2 separate regions of the Anas platyrhynchos genome follow, and region 2 is linked to region 1. Evidence: chromatin contacts called from public Hi-C data. All regions are on one chromosome and are shown on one strand. Each heading gives the region's core, a stretch centred on a gene start, on an enhancer-like site or on the middle of the called end of the contact. The rest is flanking DNA. Distances are from core to core; before and after follow the strand shown. Region 1 holds the start of TMEM39B (transmembrane protein 39B). Region 2 overlaps ADGRB2 (adhesion G protein-coupled receptor B2).

The links. A called contact is a pair of places that touch in the nucleus more often than the background predicts.
Region 2: a contact with region 1 is called in a Hi-C map of liver, with 4 times the contacts expected there. The contact joins the enhancer-like site here to the promoter of TMEM39B in region 1. A contact is called at or near these places in 4 of 8 Hi-C or Micro-C datasets (F1 follicle, liver, skeletal muscle and 1 more).

The regions. Positions count from the first base shown.
Region 1 is chr24:1,210,218-1,217,826 of IASCAAS_PekinDuck_T2T, reverse strand. TMEM39B (transmembrane protein 39B) reads left to right here and starts at 4,254. Exons shown (of 9, transcript XM_038167396.2): 1 at 4,254-4,377; 2 at 5,797-6,006; 3 at 7,329-7,548. The coding sequence starts at 5,879. It overlaps KHDRBS1 (KH RNA binding domain containing, signal transduction associated 1), which reads left to right. Exons shown (of 11, transcript XM_072027499.1): 10 at 391-452; 11 at 1,748-3,861.
Region 2 is chr24:1,270,204-1,277,812 of IASCAAS_PekinDuck_T2T, reverse strand. The region is part of intron 1 of ADGRB2 (adhesion G protein-coupled receptor B2); the gene reads right to left. Among named protein-coding and RNA genes, the nearest start is that of ADGRB2, 14 kb to the right of the region's middle. Within about 2 kb of position 3,497, at least 2 of the 8 cell types and tissues checked have an H3K27ac peak or open chromatin away from gene starts, as enhancers often do. A contact at or near this core is called in F1 follicle, where this site is marked.

The DNA of each region.
Region 1 (7,609 bases), core at 3,005-5,504:
AAAAAAAATATGTTTAAAATAAACATTTAAAAAAAAACAACAACCACATGCTTCTGCATAAATTAGCGATAACTTTAATACTGTGCCCTTTGAAAATGCACCGTAATGTAATGTGGGCAAAAAGGAATCGGCAAGCTTAAATACCAAAAGATGTAAAATGAGAACGAATATAGATAGTCCTGCTACTGCCAAAACCAAAATTCTGCTCAGTTATTTAAAAATGTAAAAAAATGATGGCCCTTTTTAGACCCCCGTATTGATACTTACTGTGACATGTTCCAAGCTCAGCTTAAGTTGCATGTTTTCCTTCCTGTGTAATTGCATGCAGGAATCTTTTCTTTTTGCTGTGTGCTTACGGTGAGGAGGCTCACAAATGTCTTCAATTTGCAGGAGTCAAGAGTGCATCGCTGCGACTCGCTGGGGGGACGCTGAGCAGGGGCAACACGCAGTGGGTGAGTTTCTCTGTTTATTTTTGCAGCCCCGCTGCAAGCTGCTAACATGTTCTGTGGGGGCGGCGGGGGCGGCACCATCTGAGCTGCTAAATCGGAGCCATTCCTCGCAGACCCACAAATAAAATTCCTCTCGAGAAAGGCCGGTTCCATGACTGCCGCTCGTGCAGGGGTCACGGTGAGGGGGAGGCTTCAGTTGTGCACCTGCTTGCAGCTCTCCCACCGGGGTCCTGCGGAGAAGGAGGTTTTAAGTGGATTTGGGGAGAGGGGGAAACGTGGTGAGATGTATTTCTGGGAGCTGCTTCCCAACTGAGCTGCTGGCTTCCGTCTGAATGCTCTCAGCAGCAAGGTGGCGTTAAATTTGTTGTAACCTGTGAAACAGAGCAGCCCAGGGAACGGTTCAGGAGGAATTCCTGCAGGACCCTATAACACGTTAAATTTATGCACTGCAGGTAGCCCAATTAAACCTTGCTACTGCTGCCCCTTCCACGCTGCCGTGGCACAATCTGAAATGTGATCTGGCTGCTGTTCAACAGCTTTTAGTCCAGTATAGTAGAAAACTGCTGGGCTGGTGGTCCTCCATGCCTCATCAGGATACATCCAGCTCAGAGTGGGCACCCTGAGCCCTCGGTGGGGTGAGGAACCCCCCAGCACCTTTGGGAGCCGGTGCAGGTCAGCACCCGTGGTGGCTGGGCTCCCTCTGGTGGCTGCTGTGGCTGCAGTGAGTAAATAACTCAATAAATGCATGCACACAAACCCAGTGGTGATTTTTGGGGAGCCAGACCCCCAGCATCACCCATCGGAGCAGTGACCTTGTGCTGCCAGGACACGGCTCCCTGCAGCCCCAAGGCAGCAGCCCCAAGCGTTTCCTTTGGGGACAACCGATCCGTTTCCCTACAGATCACTGCGAGTCTGAGCTCCATAAATAAAAGAACAAAGGCACCAACCTTTGTGCTGCTGAAGTCTGATGACTTCAAAGACCACCGTGAGAAGCCCTGAGCGTAGGGTATAAGGACGAAAGTCTTTTTTTTTATATGGAAATGTAAAGCTGCCAAATGAGCTTCTCTTAAGATTATTAGGATCAAGGAAATGGTGATATGTGGGAATGTTACAAGGGGGTGCAATTATCCTCAATTCTTGGACTTTAACTTGAAAATTGCTCCATAATTTTGTTAGGGGAAATCATAACGTGTCTGAATTTCTATGACCTGTTTGTGCAATGCGTCTTCACTCACAATGTAACTCCAGCATCGATTTATATAGTGTTGTACCAATCTCTCCCATTTCTTTCTTAATAGGCACAGCTTTTATATCAAGTGGAAAAGATTTGATAGAGATCATCTGTTATGATGCAGTTTTTTACCAGTAGACGTGGATCTTGTGACACTGCCTTTGGAGTAATACAGTTTGTGTTGCATTCGTTGCATGTTTATGTGAAAAATTGAATGTTATGGAGGAATGTAAATCATAATATATTGAAAATAACTGTATGTGCTAAAAATATTTCAAAAACATGCCCTGCATCAGATATCTTCCTCCCTCTCAAAGCATTTCTACATCCAGATTTTAGCCTAGAGTCTGCAAAAGCTAATTTGAGATCCCAAAATAGCCATCAGCATCGGATGTGTCTCTCAGAGATGCTCTAATTAGCCAGACATTCCGGGGGTGCTGCAGGACTCACTGCAATACGTGAGGGGTAAGAGATTCCTCCGAGAGCTGAAGTCTGAGTCGCCCACACAACCTCCCTGTACGCTGACACCGCCACTGGAGGGGGCATTCAGCTGGCTGCGGGCAGACAAGTGCAGGTGAGCTTTAGTCTCCTGCTTTGCCCAAAGATCTAATCCACCTCTCGTTATTTGTAGGATGGTGGTAAAGGCCATAAACAATAAAAATACAGTACAGTGAGATGTACGATGCAGGCACGTCTCCTCCTCCATGGAAGTATTTCCCAGCAGTGCTGCAGAGCACTCCCTGCTTCATACTATGCCCGTTCCTTACCCCTAGTTTCAAGTTGATATTTAAATTCTTAAATAAAGCAAATGACGACGAGCTTTATTTTATAACTTTCTATTTTTTAACGTAAAGCACCGTGTTTTCAGTAAGGCTGAAAACCTGCCTTGATGTGGCCCTCTGCGAACATCCAAATTTGGCAAGTTGGGTCCAGCTTGGATGTCGGAGCCCAGCTGGATTCCCTGTTTGGCTGTTAGAGCAGCTGATTCTTTTTGTACGGAATGAGTTTTTAATTCTGAACGAGAGCATCTGCCGCGGACAGAGCCAAGAAAAACAATTTAGACGTGCACATCTTCCCTTCCTCACCCCACACCGCTGCTCTCCTAAGGAGCACGTGGGCAGAGGGCGATCCCTGCAGCCTGTGCCAAACCTTCTGAGCAGCCCTAAAGGAAACGGGACCAGCTGTGCCCTGGCTGCTGGGAGAACAGGAGGCGCTGCTCACACGGCTCCTCTCTGGGCTGCGAGGAGCCGAGTACATATGGTGCTTCTGGGGAGCAAGGCGAGGCTGAGGGAAATCCCGCTTTAATTGATAAAGCCGGAACATCCCGAAGGAGATGTTGGATACGAGCCCCACTTGTAAGCTTTGAGGGGGAGGAATTTCTGCAGGCTAGCTGGGGCCCGTGGGGAGCTGCCATCTCAAATGTAGATATTATTCCTCTTTGCTGCTCGGGAAGCTCGGTTCTGTGAGCGCAGTGCTGAAACCTTTGCTGCTGCTGCTCAGTTGAGCCTTCCACTGCTGCCACGTGTTTCAATCGAGATGTTTGCCTCCACTCTGCTCCTTTTGCAAAGCGGGATGGAGCTCGGAGGAGCTGGTGTCAGAGACAATAAAGGAGCACGGTTAAGATGCCGTTGCCTTTCCTGTGGCTGGGAAGCAGGGAAGGGCCAGAATTCACTGGGAGCACTGGCGAGCACCAGGACCTCCTTCAGCTGCCCCAAAAGCAGCGTGGGGGCTGCGATGCTGGTTTCCAACAGAGCGGTGGCACTGATGCATCCTGCCTGATGGCATTGTGGCTCCGAACACGAGGCTGCACCCAGGATCCGCATGCCGTGGGGTTTGATGGCTCTGCACAGCACAGGTCCCAAACCCAGTAAGGAACAGAAGACGAGTCCTGAAAGTTCACTGCCTTCAGCAGCGGCTCTGCCTCCAGCCTAGGCAGGGGTGGCTGTCCCCATTGTGTAACGCTCCATCTGCACTGAGGCACCGAACGCCCACGAGCGGAGGAATTCGATGAACAACACAGCGAGCGGCGGGTGGAGATGGTGAAGACTGATCAAGGTGAATCACGGCGTTAAAATAACTCGCAGGGGAAAGCGGCGCGCTCAGGGCTGCCATTTAGCAAGAAGCCTTGAGCAGGTGTTGGAAACGATTACTCATCCCTTACAATAAAGGCCTAACGCTGGCTTTTTTGCCTTTTTTTTTTTTTTTTTTTGGTGTCGGGCTGGAGGTGCGGAGTGGGGCTCAGCCCCCGGGGTGATGCTATGGGGGGGGGGGGGGGGGCACGGGGTGCTCGCATCCCCCCAGCAGAGCCTTGCTGGGCTGTGCACTCTGAGAACTGGGAGGAAAAAAGGAGCAGGCAGTCACCAGCCCCCCTATACGAGCAACCGGGGCTGGGGGCAGCGGCAGCTGCGGGGGGGACCCCGATGGGGGGACGGGGGGATGGGGGGGGCTCGAAGCGGCGGCGGCGGGACTCGAACCCGCGGTCGGGAGCGAGGGGGCGGGGCTGGGACCGCGAGGGGCGTGGTTATGTAAATGAGGGGGCGGGGCTGCGTGTGGATGGTGCTGTGTTGTATACAGAGGGGGCGTGGCTACGTGCCGAGGGGGCGTGGTTATCGCGGTGCCGGAGGTTTGTCCGCTGCCGGCCGCCGTCGCCCCCCGCCATATTGCGCCCGGCGCTGGCGGAGCGGCGGCCGGAGATGGGTGAGGGCGGCGGGGAGGGGGCGGGGGCGGCACCGGCACCGGGAGGGACGGAGGGGACCGGGGGGGGGGGAGCCGGAGGGGCCGGGACGGGAGCGGCTGAGCCGGGGCGGGGCCCTCCGTGAGGCGCAGGCGGCCCCGCCCCGCCCCGCCGCGCTGAGGGGGCGGCTCCCGGCCGAGGCCTGCAGCGGGCCCCGGGGCCGCCCCCCGGCTCCACAGGGCCCCGGGACCCCCCCCGAGCCCCCCCGGTGTCCCCTCAGGAGCCCCCCCCGGGCCGCCCCCAGCCCCAGGCCGCGTCCCCCAGCTCCCGAGGGGCCCCCCGGGACCCTCCCGGGCCCCCCGACCCCCCCTTTCCCCTGAGCCCCCCCCGGCCCCGCTCCTGTGGTGCCCCGAGACCCCCCCAGGCCCCTCCTTGTGCCCTGGGGCCCCTCAGTGCAGCCCCCCCCCAGCTCCCTGAGCCCCCCCCCAGCTCCCTGCCACGTCCCGGGGCTTCTCCCCCTCGGTGCTCCCCCGCCGGGGGGTGCCCGCCTCAGGGTGTCTCTGATTTCCCCGGGTCTTTCCTCGCCGCCCCTCCTCGTCCAGGACCAGGGCAGTTTGCTGGGGGTGTCTGAGCCCGGTGTGAGCCTTGCAATTGGTTTGAGAGCGGTGCCTGAGCCTGCAGTGAGTTTTCTTGCTTCCAGTTAATTGCAGACTGGAGAAAAATAGGCAGAAAAATAAATTACAAACATTTGGTGTGACCTGATCTGAGTTTTGTCACGGCTCAGAGCCCGCTTCTGGCGGAATGCTGTGTTCTCACCCCATTCTCTCCTTAAGTTGTGTATCTTAATTGTATAGGTTTAAGTTTCATGGTTTAAACAGGACGCAGAGGAGGTTTTTAAGCCCTGGGATTATTGATGTTGTTTGCTCCGTGGCAAGGAAGCCCTAGGAAAGCTGACTTCAGGCTAGCGTCCCGCTGGGCCCTGCACCATGCAGACATCCCCTAAAAACTCTCCAGGTGCCTTTTCCCCATCCCAAAAGGGCTCAAAAAGGAAAAAGCCAATGGTGTGCCTTTAAAACAGCTGCGAGCATTTGGGGCAAAAGGGGGCCGAGGTAATACCCCTGACTTATTGAGCCCTTTGGGCAAATTGTGTAACGTCTCTGTGAGCGCCTTGCTCTGCCGGGGGAGCAGGGATCAGATTCAATTCCTTGCGAGCTGCCTTGGGTTGGGGGGGAGGCACGAAAAGCTTCCTCCTGCCCCCTTGCAGCCTGCAAGCTGCTGCACGCCCGAGAGCGTCGGGAGCTCTCTGGGCCGTGTCCCTGGCAATGCAGGAGGAGCCGGAGCCGGGCTTAGCCCCCGGTGAAAAAAGGGCCGAGCGCGGTCACCTTGCACTGCAGGTGCTGGGCGAGCAGCCGAGCCTTACTCCCAAACCTTCTCTCTTCCAGTTTTAAGGACCGAAGCCGTCGCCGCGCAGTGAGGAGGCCGGCAGCTGCCCCGCAGAGCAAACCCTCCGCACCCTCTGCTGTTATGGCAGGGGGAAGGCGGGGTCCCAACCGCACGTCCTACTGCCGAAACCCCCTCTGCGAGCCCGGCGCCGCTGGCGGCTCCGGACACTCCACCAGTTCCTCCGTCACGGGCGTGCGCTCACGCACCAGGTACAGCGGGTGGCCGGGTCATTCAGTGGAAAGCAGAAACACGTTTTTGTGTTTTTTTTTACCCAAAAAGGTGGAGTTCTGGTTATTGGGTCTCCGTGCCCCCGGGTTTGTCACGGGAGGTGTTTCTAGGGTAGAGTTCAGCTCGGTCAGGTGATGTGCAGGCTGCCTTTGGTTCTTCTGCAGATTCTGGCCCAACTGGTTGTTTGCATTTCTGGTTCGGAGGTGAGAGAGGTGAAACGAGAAGCCGTGCACCAGCAGGAATACGAAAGCAGGCGGCACCTTGTGAACTGCCTGCGGAGCCAATGGTAGCTCCATCGCAGCCTCTCCCCGCTCGTGGCCCTGGGCCAAGAAATGTGCGGAGACAGTTATTCAGACAAGTTATTGCAAGGCTGCCGAGAGGGGAGCAATCCACCTTGTACACGCTTTGCTGTGATAGCGTGCACAGAAATCCTTATCACGGAGTAGGGAATGCAGCACAGGGCTCCAGGGGATTTGTCTGTGTGCTGGGAAGCCCCAAGTGACAGCGTGTGTGCATTAAAAAGGCCTCGGGTCTGTGCTTAAAGCCCTCCGCCGGGGGTCCAGAACTTGTCAAGCTGGGACTTGGGGGATTTCAGGCACAGCTTGGGTTCCTAAAGTTGTCCCCACACTTATTTCAGGCTGTCAGCCTTCGGTTTGAAAAAGCAGGGGTTGATCCACCTGCGTCCACCCCAGCTAGAAGCCTTTCTGCAGTCGCGCTCTGAGGCTGCTGTGATTTCGTTTTGGGATTTTCAGTAGGAATTTGGCACCTCCTGCTCTGTGGTTCCTTTGAAACCCACACCCAGATTCCTCTGACTGTTGTTATTTAGAGATTGCAAATCAGGAGAGATATCTCTGCTGTATATTAATTCCCTTCCCTTTGATTAAAAGGGTTGGTGTCTGGAATTGTGTGCGTGCTCGCACAGGAATACGCTCCTCTGACTAAACTTGTTTTTCCCCCATCGTTGAATAGAAGCTGAAGAATGAGAAAGGGCTTGTGTTTAATTGCTTTGTATTTCATGTTCAAGCACTCTTAGAAATGTAAATAGCGACTCCAGGCCCAAACGCTCGCAATTAATTAAGAGGGCCACCGGTTGCCCCTTGAACAGCCCGACACAGCCACGGCTTTTTGAACCTGCCTCAAAGCGAGGGGTTTAATACCAAACCACCCGGCGCTGTAGGCTGGCCTGGTTCCAAATATTGCTTTCACTGGGAAAATTCCTGCTCGCATCTGCCTGGAAGACGCGTTGGGGAAGTCCTGGGGGTGCTGACACGGAGTGACTGCTGCTTCTGCTTTGCCCTGCTAGGAGCGGTTCAGGTACAGGCCTTTCCAGCCCACCCTTGGCAACGCAGACAGTCGTTCCCCTGCGGCACTGTAAGATCCCCGAGCTGCCCGTGGAGAGGAGCGTGCTGTTTGAGCTTCAGCTCTTCTTCTGCCATCTCGTTGCGCTGTTCGTCCACTACATCAACATCTACAAGACCGTGTGGTGGTACCCGCCCTCCCACCCTCCTTCGCACACGTCGCTGGTAAGCACCAAGGGACGGCTGCTGCCTGGTGAGCTTTACAGGCTCTCTCGGGTTGTTAGAC
Region 2 (7,609 bases), core at 2,248-4,747, 61 kb before region 1:
CAGATTTCTCAAGTTCTTGTAGCTTTAGGACGGCGGGTGGTGTTTATTTTGCACCAAGGGGGGATGCAGCTCCTGGTCCCCACAGCCAGCGTGTCGACGCATCGGGACGTGCCAGGGCATCTCCGGGAATCCCAGAGCTCCAGGTCAGCCCCGCTCCAAGGGGACAGCCCCAGATCCCCTCCTGGGGTCAGCAGGAACGTGCTGTCACCCCAGGGAGCCAAGGAACCCACTGGGGACCCGGCTCTGCCCCGTGGTCCCCCTGCTCCCCATGGCCCCTTGTGAGCCGCGAGGCGCCCGCGCTGACGGCTCAATTATCAGCATTCCGCTCCTGTTTGCCCGCGGATCCTGTAATCAACGTCTGCGTGTGTATTCTGGCAAAATTAATCATAATTGCTGAAAGCAAGACACATCGCACTTGTAACTTTGGTCCGTTAATTAGGAGTCTGTAATTGGATACAGCGCTCCCCGTAAATCCAATTACCTGGGATTAGAGCCGCGGCACCGCGGGGCCGGGGCGGCCTCGGCAGGGACGCAGCCGGGGCGGCCGTGCCAGGCTCACCCCGACCCCACAGGCTTTGTCCTGGCTCCCCTCTCCCCCAGGACAACGGGGCTGGGATCCCCCAGCGGATCCAACGCCTGGAAGCAGGGGGCAGGGGCAGGATGCGCCCCGGAGCCCTGCGCCAAGCCCCAGAGCAGCCTCCCCGGAGGTGCCCCAATTTCAGCGGAATTAAGCCTTATCCTGGCACGCTCTCCGGGGGTGCACGTGCCAATTCCTGGGGTGATGCAGCCCAGAGATTGAGGGGAGCAAGGGCACAGCCCCGTCTGCCTCTCACCTGGCACATTCCCAGCCTGAGCCCCCCCTTCCCCTCCCCAAATCCTCCTCGTCGCTGCGTGGCCGGCAGGGCAGCGGCACGCCGCTCCCCCCAGGTCCATAAAGATTAAATTACAAAAGAAGGAAAAAGGAGATTTTTTTTTTTTTTTTAACTACGCTGAACAATCATCTCCTTTAATATCCATAGATAAAACCTGTAATTGTTTCAAATGAGAGCTAGGTAATTTAGGCTCCGTTTTATGGTGTTTTGGACTATAAAGTCCCCGTGCTGAAATCTCCTGGCAGGCAGGTGCAGAAGGCTGGGTTTGCTGGGGGTTATTTTTATTATTTTACTTAGAGTTAGCCGAGAAATATGGAACAATTACCCTTTAATTCAAGGTGTCCCCAGGGCTTACTCCGCTCCCAGCTCTCTGAATACCTGATGATCACTTGGAAGGCAGAGGAAGCCGAAGAGAGGGAGGAGCAGGTGCCCAGCGCCACCAGGCCGTGCCGCAGCCCCCGCTGTGCTCCCCCAAAACCCAAAAAATCCGGGAGCCCTGCAGGTGACAGGGACAGTGACAGCCTCCTGCAGCCCGTGGAGGACAGGCGAATTTCTCCCCTAGCAGAACGGGAGCTGCCCAGGCTCTCCCCACCAGGCAGGAGCCGTGCCCGCTCCTCTCCCACCCCGCAGGCTGCTGCGGAGCACCAGGAGAAACCCCAAACCCCAGCCTGAGCTCCCTGCCACCTGCACGGGTGGAAAAAGGGGAAAAAGGAGGAAAAAACGCACGCAGCCCGAGCTGAAGTGCACCAGATTTGGCGACGTGAAGCCCAGCACAGCTCAGGGGGAGCACGGCACAGGGCAGCGGTGCTCAGCCACGCTCCCCCGAGCCCCCCCGAGAGCCTTCTGCAGGGCAGCGCAGCGCTTGCACGGTGCAGGCACCCCTATTAACCTAATTAATTACAACAGGGGCCTGCGGATTGCCTCATTATGAATGTGCTTCGTTTTGATTTCCCTTCTAATTAATTTGTATTATTTACACACAGCACCAGCTGGCCGGGCAGGACTCAGAGCAAACGGCTCCTGGGCGTTAAGGGCTGGTACCGGGGGAAGGGGATGGAAACCTGGGGACAAACCCCACAGCCCCAGGGGCAGGATGGATCCCATGGGGTTGTAGGAAATGGGGAAAAAAAACCTGCTTTGGGGGCTTTTTGCCCTGCAGAGGACACGGGCAGCAAGCCCACCACCAAACCACAAGGGTCACCACCCCACGGGGTCGTGCCTGGAGACCCCAAAGGCCGTGCCCCTGCCCCAAGGGTCCCCAAGGGGACGTGGTGGTGCCATGGGGACCCCAGAGGGAGCCCGGTGGCCGGGCCTCACTAGAGGGCAGCAAAATGCTGCCGTTCCCAGGGCTGGTGGCACGGGGCCACCGCTGTGACCAGCCACAGACTCCTTGGGGTCCCCCCACCCTTGTCCCCCACCACTCGGGCACGGATCTCCCCATCACCACAGCCTCCAGTGCCCAGGAGCTGCCACCCCCCACTTGGGGTCCCTGGCAACCTTTTGGGGTGCTCAGGAGAGGCTGGGATGGGGGCACCCTGCCTGCAATGGGAGCATTTTCTTGGTTGGGGGGTGCTGGTGCTGAAGGTGGCCGAGGAGGGACAGGTAGAGGCCAGCTGGGCGCCAGCAGCACTTTTTTGGGGGCTCAAACACGGGGTTGCTGCAGCCCTGGGCACCCCCAGCACCCTGCGCCACGGCCCCCCCAGCACCGGAGTGGTTTTGGGGTGCCCAGGAGCACCCGGGGAGCCCTGCCTTTTTTTCCACCCCCCCAAACCTTTCACCAAAATGCAACCCTGAGCGCGACGAAGGGCAGCAGAGTGTGCCCGGTGGCAGAGCTCAGCCCTGCGGGGCTGCGTGGTACCACCGAGCTCAGCAAAACCCAAAAAACCCTGCTCTGCTGCCTCTGCGCTAAAACCATCAGCAAAAAAACCCTGCTAAAAGCCCGAGCCTTCACCCTGTGCCCGTGCCAGCTGCAATTAGGACTGCAACCCCTTCCTCTCGTGGCCAAATGGGTACAGGAGGTGCCTTTGCAGGAAAGCTGCAGGCTGCACCTCGTTAAGTGCACCGGATTTTCCTGGCCTCCTGGGGGACCGCTCAGAGCTTCGCTGCCAAAAGCAGAGTGACCCGAGCACATCCTGCACCAGGCGGCCACGGCGCCGCTCCCCATCCCAGCTCGCCATCGATTCCCTGTTTTGGCCACCCCTGGCGTGCTCCAAGCCCTGCCTGGTGCTAGGACAATGCCAGGGCTGAGCTTTTATCCATCCCGAGCTGGCAGAGGCAGGGGTTCAGCAACACAAGGAGCCAGCCCGGGTCACCAGGAGCTCCCCACGGCACGGCACGGGGGCTGTGCCAGGCAGGGGCCATCCTGTGCCCGATGCTGCAGCCTCTGCTTGGAGAGCAGCTCCTGTTCTTAGGGTTTCTCCTCCTGTATCACCAAATCCAGGGGAGTTACGAGCCCATCGCTCTGGTCAGAGATCGTTTTTTCCCTCCCCAAGTGATCGCTCATTGTGGAACTGGCTCTAAATGAGCAGATGGAGCCAATTCTGAGCGCACACATCGCCCCGGCTCGGCTGCGACTCGAGGCTGACCACAGCTAAAAATAAGGCGCCGCTGCTGGGGCTGAGCAGCAATTTGCAGCCCTTGTGGTCGGTGGCAAGAGCTGCTGCTTGGGAAGGCCGGGAACGAAGCACAGCCCCTTCCCGAGCACTCAGGCGGCCTCACCCTGCCTTCCCCCGGCCGATGCCAAACGCCCTTCGCTGCTCCAAGAGCACCAGAGGGATTTTACTGCCGGAGCTCGGAAGCAGGGGCAGGCTCAGCCCCTGATGTGCACGGTGGGTTTTACCGACAGATGCTGCAAACTCAGCGCCAGCCCCTCTCCAGGATCTGCAGCTGCAGGCTCCGAAAGTCCCAGCGTGGGTTGGCCACCGGTCATGTCCCCAGGTGGTATGTGAGCTCTGGTCACCTCCTGCGCTCCGGTCACCTCCTGTGCTCTTGTCACCTCCTGCTCCATCACAGCTCCCTCCGATGGGAGCCTCCAGCACACGAGCACGAGCCTCCTGGCTGCGCCCACACGGCAAAGCCAGCTCCAGAGAAACCTCTTCAAAGTCCGCCTTTAAAGCCAAGGGAGTAAAAACCACACAAGATTATCACTATTATTTGTTTGTTAACCTTCGGATTTACTCAAGGCCTATGTTTGCGACGTGTTATTGCTATTAATCTCTATTATTTACTTCTAACATTTATTAAGTGGCCTTCCTGCGGGCTGGGGCACATGCTTCGCATTTCTCGGAGCAGAAACCAACGCTTGGATGTGAAACGTTCACAACCTGGCTGCCGGGAGCCTTTTTACAGCCCCTCCGAGCAGGAGGGGCGAGGGAGGAGGTGCCCAGCCCACGAGGTCCCACCAGGGCCCCCACTGGGGTGGCACAGACGGAGCCCACAGGTTTTTGAGCCCCTGGGGAGAGGCGAGCAGAGGATCTGAAGGAGCTCCAGGTACAGCAACGCCCTCCTGGAGCCGGCCGATGCCTAGGAGCTCGCTCGGAGCAGCTCTCCTGCAGCACAGCCATCACCCACCAGGCTGCTGGCTGCCTGCGAGGCTGTGCTCAGCAATCACACAGCTTTCATGCCAGCCACCAGCACGGTCCCCATGATTATCGCCCGCGAGCTGCTCTGCCTCCCTGCACCTTCCCTCGCCGAGCACGCGACTCGACACGACTTTGTTCTGCAGAGAGCCGCAGCTACGGCCGGGCACTGCTGCTGCCTTTGAGGACACCTCCTCTGCACGCCCTCACCGTGCTCCGACAAAAGGTAAACCCCACGACCTCAGCTCCTCTTCCCAGTAACGAGAGGAAAACGAACATCCTCTGAGCTCCAAACATCCTCTGAGCACCAAACATCCTCTGAGCGGGAGCACGAGGCCAGAGCGCTCTTCAGATCTGTTACCAGAGACATTTCTGAGCGTGAGCATCCAATTAAAAATCTCTCTCCACCTTCCCCAAACCTTTTTTATCCCCCCACATCGATGTGGCCGGCAGCAGAAAATCATTTTTGGCCTGAAATCCTTCCCAGCACAGGGGGAGCAGCCGGGCAGCTCCCACGCAAACCACGCCGCCCTCTCATTAGCGGCACAAACGGCCCCGTGGCGCACGAGGGGGCTGTTTAATGAAGGCACTCGCTGTAAACAGGAGGAACGAGAGCCTCACCTGGCTACCCAGGCCGTGCTTGTTGTTTTTAGTGAGCTGGCAGGGTCAGGAATTAACGCTTCGTGCCTCATCCTGGCTCACGCTCTCGGCCCCAGCGGAGCGCTGCACCTAACGAGCGGCCGACCCGCGGTTACCTCGACGCTGCCTTCAAAGCTGGCTCTCCCGGGATGATGACAGCTTGGGGAAAGGCATAGGAAAAAAAAAAAAAAAAAACAAAACATCACTCTGCTAAATTATGAGGCTGTCGGAGGAGAATTCCAGGCGCAGGGAAACCTCGCGTTGCGTAAGAGCGGCCAGAGGCACGAGGCAGGTTGAGCTGCTGGGGCTGCACGGCCCCATGGAGGGGTTCCCCCAGCACCTCGGGGTGCCCTAATTACACTGCAAAGGGACCCCCTGTGGGGGTCCCGAATAAATGCAGCCACCCCGTTCTGCCCTGCCTGCTGCACCAGAAAGCGTCTGAGCTGATGCAGATGTTCTGGCTGGTGGAATCCTGGGCTCCTTGGAGCTGGATTTTTGCGCTTTCTGTGCATTTCCCTAGCAGAAGGCAGAGGACAAGGGCAGGGCAGCGGCGCTGAAACCACTCAGCTCGCTGGATCTTTATCACTGGCAATGAACAGAGAGGCTGCGGCTTCGTCTCAGAGCCTGGCTGAGGCACCAGCCAGCAGAAAAATCCCCCCTCCACCTCCCAAGCAGCAGCAGCAAAGCCCTCGGGCTCCGCGTGCCAGCCCCTCCTGCGCCTACCAGCACCCGAGGAGCTCGGCAGCCCCGCAGCAGCACGGAGCAGAGCCAGCACGGCTCAGGGTGAGCCAGCAGAGCTGTGGCAGCTTTAACGAGGCCCTGCTAATTCAGAGGGATGGGAAGAGCGAGCAGAGGTCAGCGGCTGCCTGCAGACTGCCCCGCTCATTTGCTGCAGGTCGCTGTCGGGAAGCCACCGGCGGGGGGACCGCAGCTTTGCTGCGTGTCTGGGTTCACAAACCGCAGCCGTGACCCCAAACGATGGCTGCTGGTGAGGGATTTGTCCAGCAAAACCCCATCAGCCCAAACGGCAGAGGGCTGGGAGTGAGCAGGAGGCTGTTATGGGGCTGCCATGTCCTCGTTCCCCTGCCTGCAGCGGGCTAAGCCAGGTTAATCCACAGCGTGGAAAAAGAGAGGGGTTAAACAGCAGTGGCCCGAGCTGCGGCACTCTTCCAAGGTAGATCCAAGCAATCCATCACAGCACAACCCTCCTGCGCAGACCACACGGATTGTCATAATCCAATTACCCCCCTCTTCCCTGCGCCCGTGCATCAAAAGCAACCGACGAGGCCGACGGTTTGCCAAAAAGAAAAACCCACCAGGAAGGGCACTTCTCACGTCCTGGAGCTACGGCCTCGCGCAGCTGCGTGCCCAAGCTCTGCTGCCTAATTACCAACCATTTCATGCTCCGAAAGTTAATATTTCAACCAGAAGGACCAGAGGCTGCCTCGCACTGGCGGCCAGCTTCCCTGGCTGCTGGGGAGCCTGCCCGAGGCAACAAACCCCGGCTCACCCCAGCCCTACAGACACAGCTCCACGGGCAGCCAGGGACCCAAGGAGGAGGAATCACCCTGCCCGGGGTTACTGCAGCCACCCCAGGGACGTACGAGGTGCCCCCGAGAGCCCCAGAGCAGTGTTTTGGGTCCCTGGGGCAGCATCGCCTCCTCCCTCGCTGCTGCTGCTGCTGCTGGTGCCATCCTGCACGGTTAAAGGGGAGCCCCGGGGGGAATTTCCTCCTGGGGAGGCTCGGAGCAGGCGGCTGCAGCAGATTGCAGGGAGCAGCAGGAGCCGAGGCAGCTGGCACAGGATGGCCAGGGCTGCCCGGATCCACCCCGCATCTGGAGGAGGTCGCCCAGCTGGGTGCTGTGCTGGGCCAGCTCCCAGGGCTTCGAGCCTTTTACAGGGGGAAGGACTCCAAAAACATCGCTGCCAGCCCGGCCCCGCGTCGCAGCAGATGTTAATGAGAGAGAAAAATACGGGATGGAAACCTAAAGGGACACAGGGAAATCTACAGGATGCCTCCGCCTGCATCCAGCAGCACCAAAGCCCAGCCCCATGCAAGCTTCTGGGGCTTTTGGTCGCTGCTTCCCACCTCCAGACAGCCTCAACCTGCCACAGTCCGGCACCCAAACCCCCCCTGCACTGAGAGGCATCCTCCTAAGGTCAGCGCCCTGGAAAAGTTCCCCTTTCAAGGTGACTTCTCAAGCTGTTGCGAGCAAACATCTGCAGGATTTTCCCTTGTAATAACAATAATCCTGCGGAGATTTGCCTAATCTCCCAGTGACTCACTCACCGGCCCGGATCCCCTGCCCTAATTACGGCACCGCTCCTCAGCCTCTTGCTCATCACAGCCACACTTCACGTCGGACCATTGCAGCCTCTTTTGCTGCTTCTCCAGGCCTGGAAATGATCTCTCCATCCTCCTCATACCTCCCAAAAACCCAACAGGCACACCGCATCCTCTCGCCGGGCTGGTTCCTGCAGAGCTGGGCTCTCCACGGGGCTCCCTGGCTGCTGGACCGC